2 separate regions of the Hordeum vulgare genome follow, and region 2 is linked to region 1. A link is a contact called in public Hi-C data. All regions are on one chromosome and are shown on one strand. Each heading gives the region's core, a stretch centred on a gene start, on an enhancer-like site or on the middle of the called end of the contact. The rest is flanking DNA. Distances are from core to core; before and after follow the strand shown. Region 1 holds the start of LOC123407282. Region 2 holds the start of LOC123406969 (histone H2B.3-like).

Region 1 (3,691 bases), core at 666-3,165:
GCTCCTAGTGCACGGCATCTAACATGTATGCGTATAGTATCACCTACTCTTGGGCCAAGACATGAGCCACTCTGACCAAATGACACGTCTTTGTCTCGATTTAGATTGTGTCACTGACGTATGGGGTCGGGGCCCTTGTGTCAATGACAGTTTCATTTTGTCATTCTTTACCTAAGGAAATATAGTGCAGTACATGGCAATATGAGTTTAGAATTCTTTTTTTTTCTCTTCTAGGCAATAGTATCATATTCAAATTACTTGATGAAATTTGTCCTTTTAGTTTCTTGAGTTGTGGTCTGAATTTTTCCTTGCAATTACCAAACTTTCTTGTGGCCCTTGGCTCCGAAAGCAATTGCTTGGCCCGCGTGCTATTTTTTTCTTCCAACAAGGAAACTTTTCCATAGCCCTTGGCTCCCGAAGTAGTTGCTTGGCCCACATGCTGACACATGTTGATTTTTTATTTGCAAGTAGTAATTTTTCTATCGTAGTCCTCATCTCTGAAAGCATTTACTTGGCTCGCATGTCATTTTATTTTCTTGCAACCAACGATCTTTTCCATAGCCTTTGGCTCCGGAAGCAGTTACTTGGACCGCATACTAATTTTTTTCCAGCAAGGGAACTTTTCTGTAGCCCTTGGCTTCGAAAGCAGTTTCTTGTTGTGCATATGCTAAATTTTTTTCTTCCAACAAGAAAACTTTTCCATAGCCCTTGGCTCCGGAAACAGTTGCCTGGCCCGCATGCCGTTTCTTTTTCTTGCAACGAGGAGACATTTCATAGCCCTTGGCTTGAAAGTAGTTGCTTGGCCCACACGCTGACTTTTTTTTAACCAGTGAATTTCTTCATAGACCGCATGTTGTTTCTTTTTCTTGCAACCAGTGACGAGTCTAGAAAAAAAATGGAGGGAGGGTTGGGCTGCTTGGACCATGCAAATATGTGTTGGGATGGGCTCACAAGTGGCTTGGATGGGCCTTGATACTAGTAGTAAAATCTATAATTGTAGGGCTGAAGGGGGAGCTTGAGTGTGTTAAAGCCCCCGAGTAGATTCGCCACTGCTTGAAACACATGCCAACTTTTTATATTGATTGTTGTTAGTAAAAAAATGTATAGCCCTCTCCCGAGGTAGTTGCTCGACCCACATGCCGACTTTTTTTATCGCAGCTAGTGAACTTTATTTGTAGCCCTTGACTCCAAAAAAGTTATTTGGCCCACATGCTGACTTTCTATTATAACCGGTGAACTTTTTCGTAGCCCTTGGACCCGGAAGCGGTTACTGGGCCTAGATGTTTCCTAATGAGGTCAAGGGTGATGTAGGTTAGAGGATCCCAACCCCTTAGATCTGGATCTCACTCTTAACATCACAACCACAACAATTATATATACTTGTTCACTAGCAACCCTAGCCCACCAAAATTCTCGACCCCCCCCCCTCAAATCTTTGACGGCGCGTCGACAGATCTATCACCGCATCTTTATTCTTGCCGCACGGTTGTTGAACAACTCCATCGCAACCCTAGTCGCCCTTCACTCTTTCTCGACGAAGGCGGTGTGTTTGATGGCAACATCAACCTAGACCCTGATAGGTGAATTTGGTCCCGATTCGACTCGGCGCAAGAGCCGTCGAGAAAGGCTAAGTTTGCAGGGGGGTCGGGCAAAGCAGAATACAAAGGTGAGAAACTGAATCTAATCAATTTGTATGTGTGTGTTGGGGGGGGGGGGGGGGGGAGGGGGATTCATCTTTGCCCGTGTGTGCATCCTATAGATATACATGACTAAATAAGAGAAAACCCATTATCATGTTAAAGAAATCCGGAAGAAAAATCCATGTATTTTTGAAAAACAATAATCCACGGTGGCAAAGCTCTTCTTGTTCTTGACACCCTGTAGTGGCGTGGCAGAGCAGTGTAATCCCTACTACTCCCTAGATATATTAATATCCCTCCGGTAGATTGCGCGAGCAGCGGCTGGTGCCGTGGCCGCCGGTTCCAGAGCAGCGTCCGCCGGATCCATGTTGGTTCATCTTCCCCACCCCCACTCCGTTTGTTTGTGCCCACCATTGGGAGTAACCACACCCTTCATTTCACACCGCAGAAGAGGAGGAGGTAACTCTTGCCGGCTTGAGGATTAAAACGACTTCTTTTATTGCTTCAACACCATATATAATCTCCGGTACACCTCCCACCTCCGCCGCCCTACCTACCTACCGGCTCTCATCACGGCCGCGCCGCCGACGAGTCTCAGGTAAGCTCCCCTTCTCGGCCCTCTTCCTCCTCCCTGCGATTCGGTCCGGATTCGAACAGATCCGTTCTTGTGGCCCGGCCCCTGTTTGGATTCGGATTTACAGCTTGCTCGGTGATGCTGTGGGTTGGAACTCGCTAGAGTGCTAGCTGGCTGGCGGATTGGGAAACTTTGTTGTTGATGGATGTGTTGGGATCGTGGAGGATGGGGGTGTCCACCCAATTTGGGGAAGAAACATCTTGGTGTGGAGGGGGGGGGGGGGAGCCTATGCTATTGGGGGGTTGTCAAAGGGATGGGGATTTTTTTGTAACTTCGGGTAATTGTGATGTTTGTCGATCCGGTCACCGGCCTGCGGGGAAGGCAAGGCAAGATGTTTCTATGTAGCAATTCGGGCTCCCCTCGAATAAGGAACCCTAGATCTACGCTGCAAGCTATGCCTGTGTGGCCCGTGCCTCGGATCTGTTCGTCGCACAATGGTCCGGTCCGGTCGTATCCCGACAGCTCGAATTCCTTCAAAACTCCTTTGATCGAATTTGGGTGGAATATGTGTATAGGATTGTAGTTGGCCTTGTTATGAGCGGGCCGTAAGGCGTTGGAATCAAACACCTGTAATTGTACCTATAATATACTCCCTTCGTCCCAAAATAAGTAGTATTAAATCAGCGACACTTATTCTGGGTCGGAGGGAGTATGAATGAACAACTGGGTAACAAAAAGAAACATGACACGAGACCATGAGAGGGGTTGTATGGTCACCGCGGCAAGGGTGGCCAAACCAGCCATGTTGGGTGGTTGGAGACACCGATGAAGCCTTGGCGAGTTTCCTCGTTGGTTGTGTTATGTTGATTTAATGCTCAGGGAGGAGCACCCGAGCAAGGCCTCTAGGAAATGTAGGCTTCGATCGGACTCGATCATCAAATATTGTCTTGCCATTGTTTACTTTTTGGAAAATCCAATGTCTATTTACAGACATATTTATTATACACTATGTTCATCGAGGCGCGTGCTAGTAGTATCCCCATAAGTGGTCAGGCGTTTACGGATCCGAGAGGGGTGCAAACAAAACTAGATAAGAGTTGAGGGGCTAATCTACCGTATTATGTTTGTTTTCTACTTCTACTTCAATCATAAGCCCAAGAAATATGCAAGGTGGAAATACACAATTCCTTGTACTCCTCATGAAGTTGCTTAGATTTCTCTTTTTTTCATCAAATTGATCTCTCTTGTTGTGGTTACTTCGCCGGTCTTCTAGCTACATGGTGTACTAAGTCAAACATGATGCGACTATTTTATTACATATTTCCACTTTATAGTAATACAATGTTTTCCTTCAAAAAATTGATCTAATTCTTCTGTATCCTTTTTGAAGAACTTGTGGGGCGCCAGAGGAGGGAAGGCTTCAAATTTGTTTTATGGCCAAGGATATTTGAGGTTATGCTTGTTAAGAACTAGGCTC
Region 2 (3,691 bases), core at 550-3,049, 140 kb before region 1:
TTATGCAAAAGATATGCAACTAACTCATTTTATTCAAAAGGTACGTGACTACCCCAATAAATATCAAAAAATAAAAAACATATATGTTGCATACCTAAATATCACCAATCTTTATTCAAAATATATGTCCCTGAAAAATAAATGAAAACCTACTTGCAAAAGTAACACCAAAAGAGAAAAATAAAAAATAAAAACTCTCTGCTTGAAAAGAAAAATCGGCACTAGAATATCTACTACAATATGCAAAATATACTCTCACTTGAAAAGGTGCAGCAAATGAATTTACAAAAATGAAAGGGATAAGAGAAAATTGAGATAACTTACTCCAGTAGCAGCAGCAGCAGCAGCATTCATCCTCTCCCTGGTGGTGTCCGAGCACAGCGATCTGACCGTCCCTCAAGCTTAAATTTTGGAGCGAAACTGACCGTCCCAACAGAATTTATTTTTTTAAAACGGGCTGGTTATGCGGCTAACACAGGCCAAATCTAGACAAAACCACTTCCAGCGCGATTCTTGAAGCAAGGAACGATCCGATGGTCGTTGACACATCGACTGGAGACGTCACTAAATCTCAATCGACTGCGATTTAGCAGGCTCCATATATTAAGATACCGTAATGCTAGAATCAGAGAGGGACATTGTCTTCTATGGAACCGAACGTTCAGTGCAGGCATTTGTGGTAAAAACTCTGGCTTGCAAATATAATTTTTACAACCAACGGACAACTAATATTGAATCTTCTTCAGGGTTTAAAATAAACTCATACTTGCCGGTTTTGCCATTTTGTTTTCATAAACCCGTAAATGAAAAACACCATCATCCTGTCTGAATCGCACACCGTCTCCCAAAGCACAGGAGAGCAGCAGTCAGCAGGGCGGGAGTCTATGTCTGAAACCAAGTCTTTGTCTGAACAAATGGACACTTTCGTCAGTTTCAAGCAGTTTTGAAACCAAGTCTATGTCTGAAAGGGTGATCACCCTCGTAAAGCGATGGCTGAAAACAGAAATTAAGAAATGAAACAGAGAAACAACTTTGCAAGTTCAGAGTCGTTTTCTGCATAGTTTTACAGGGATAAGAACAGAGCAAGAACTCTGTCAAGTGAAGCAACAGGGATAAAAGAATTGAACTTGGTAGAGAGCCAAGAGACAGATCAAAGAAGCACCATTACTATTTCACGAGACAATGAAACAGTGTGTTTCCACACAACCAGCACAAATTACAAGACAACATGATCCCAGCAGCTGACTATTACAGAGAAAACCATCGATCCACCAAGAAGACAGCGAACAGACTATCTAAGCGGAGGTGAACTTGGTCACGGCCTTGGTGCCCTCAGACACAGCGTGCTTGGCGAGCTCGCCGGGGAGGACGAGGCGGACGGAGGTCTGGATCTCCCTGGACGTGATGGTGGGCTTCTTGTTGTAGCGCGCGAGCTTGGCGGACTCGCCGGCGAGCTTCTCGAAGATATCGTTGATGAAGGAGTTCATGATAGACATGGCCTTGGAGGAGATGCCGATGTCGGGGTGCACCTGCTTGAGCACCTTGAAGATGTAGATCTTGTAAGTCTCGACGCTCTTCTTGGACTTCTTCTTGCCCTTCTTCTCGCCGCCCTCCTTCGAAGCCGGCGGCCGCTTCTCGGCCTTGGTCTTCTTCCCGGCCGTGCTCTTCTCTGCCTTCTCCGCCACCGGCTTCTTCTCCGCCTTGGGGGCCATGGACGCCGCTGCTTGCTGCTGCTGCTTGCTTCGACGGGGAGGGGTGTGGCGGTGTTTCGATGGGAGGTGGGAGGAGTGGTGAGGAAGAGATGGCGAGGGCGCGGCTTGTTTATAGGAGGGAGAAGGCGGGCTGTGATTGGTGAACTGGTGCGTGCCACGGATCGGTGGGCGTCAGGCGACTGGGTTTGATCTCAGCCGTTCGCCGCTGTGTGAAATGGACGACCCAGATGCATCTCCTGCGCGGATCGCTGACGTGGTGGAAAGGGGAGCGGGGAGCAGACGGGTTTCGCCGCACGCGCGCATGTTTTTTGTCGACTCGGCTTTCGCGGCAATTTTGAGTTCATTAGTTCTCCGAAGCCGCCATCGACATTGTGCATTGAACGGCTCAGGAGTTTGTATTTTTCTTTTTCGAATATATACAGGCCTCCGCAACTTTGAATACGTTCTTTATGCGGGGGCAAGTTTGAATACGTTGACACCAATAATAAAATGTCTTGATATGATTGACGATCATAGAGCAACTTCAACCGGACGACCCAAACGGACGATAATCTTATCCGCTTTACGTTCATTTGGGTTATACATTGGTTTTGTATCCGCCGAGTTTATAATAAAGCAATGCAAATACTTGAGCTAGAGATGATTTTTGTGAAATATGAACAAAAAGCTTGCGGAGAAATATATATATAGTCTCTATAGGAAGTAAAACTCATGACATGTTTCCATTTAATTAATAGCAAATATATGAATGAAGATCTTTAAAAATCAAACATATTCTCATTCATATACAAAAATCCACAAACGCTCAACTCATATGCCCATAGAGAACCAAATCATAGAGGGATTGTTGGCCTCAGTGGCGGACCTAGAAAGTATTTTAACTGGGGGTAAAGTATTCGAGTGGGGCATATTCGTTCAAAATTCAAAGAATTTTAGCATATTTTTCAAAAAGCACAAGCAAATATTACTAGAGATTCAAATTTTGAGTGGGGGCCTAGGCCCCCACTCACCTCAATGTAGGTCCGCCCCTGGTTGGCCTGACCGGAGAACAACTCACATAGGGGGCAGATTGACTTGCCATTCCCCCATGGACGGAAGAACAAATGCTCGCAAGTTGAGGAATCATCACCATCGACAACACAACACCCGATGGGCGCCAAGCCCGTCAGCAACGTCGCCATATCCATCCGCTCCCCCTTCCCATCAAACCCACCACTTCTCCCTCGACGCCCACTCCCACGCGAGCAACCAGAGCTCACAAATCATGACAAGATCGGGAAAGGGAGGGAGAGAGGGAGAGGGAGAGAGAGAGAGGGAGAAAGAGAGAGAGAGGGAGAGCGAGAGAGAGAGAGAGAGAGAGGGAGAGGGGGGGAGGGAGGGAGAGATAGAGAGGAAGGACTTGCACCTTAAGCACACCGCCATTCAATTTAGAGTCATAGCTAACGCTGCCCCTTTTCGTGAGCGAACGAGTGGAAAAAGTTTCAGCGTGGGAACGAGAGGATAGCGAGCGCAAGTGGTTGCCCTCATCTCACAAAACTTCACGAACATAGGCAGCCAACTTCTGTGCCGATTATTCCTCGAAATTGGTTATCCTTAGCCACTTCATCATCTCTTCCAAACGAGTGGCATTCATTACAACACTAACAATCATTATCCCATTAAGGGATAACCAATGAACCAAATGGCCCTAATTATCTATAAGGCCCTCCGATGGTTTGGCCCACATGGCATGACAATATGAAAGTATCTGATCTACGACTCTATACAATAATTACATATAAGGCCCTATAATGGCTTGTCACGCTGATACGTCTCCAACGTATCTATAATTTTTGATGGTTTCATGCTATTATCTTGTCAAACTTTAGATGTTTTGCATGCCTTTCATATATTTTTTGGGACTAACTTATTAACTCAGTGCCAAGTGCAAGTTCCTGTTTTTTCTATGTTTTTGACCCCTTTCAGAGGAGATTTTGAAA

The links. Hi-C and Micro-C count contacts between places; a contact is called where the count stands out from the background.
Region 2: a Hi-C map of seedling shows a contact between it and region 1, with 6 times the contacts expected there. The contact joins the promoter of LOC123406969 here to the promoter of LOC123407282 in region 1. A contact is called at or near these places in 4 of 6 Hi-C or Micro-C datasets (leaf and seedling) and 1 of 1 datasets of contacts at active chromatin or transcription factors (embryo).

The regions. Positions count from the first base shown.
Region 1 is chr7H:602,051,278-602,054,968 of MorexV3_pseudomolecules_assembly, reverse strand. It overlaps LOC123407282, which reads left to right and starts at 1,915. Exons shown (of 9, transcript XM_045100385.1): 1 at 1,915-2,007; 2 at 2,089-2,238; 3 at 3,605-3,691.
Region 2 is chr7H:602,186,703-602,190,393 of MorexV3_pseudomolecules_assembly, reverse strand. LOC123406969 (histone H2B.3-like) reads right to left here and starts at 1,799. Exons shown (of 1, transcript XM_045099988.1): 1 at 1,149-1,799. The coding sequence starts at 1,712. The coding sequence ends at 1,296.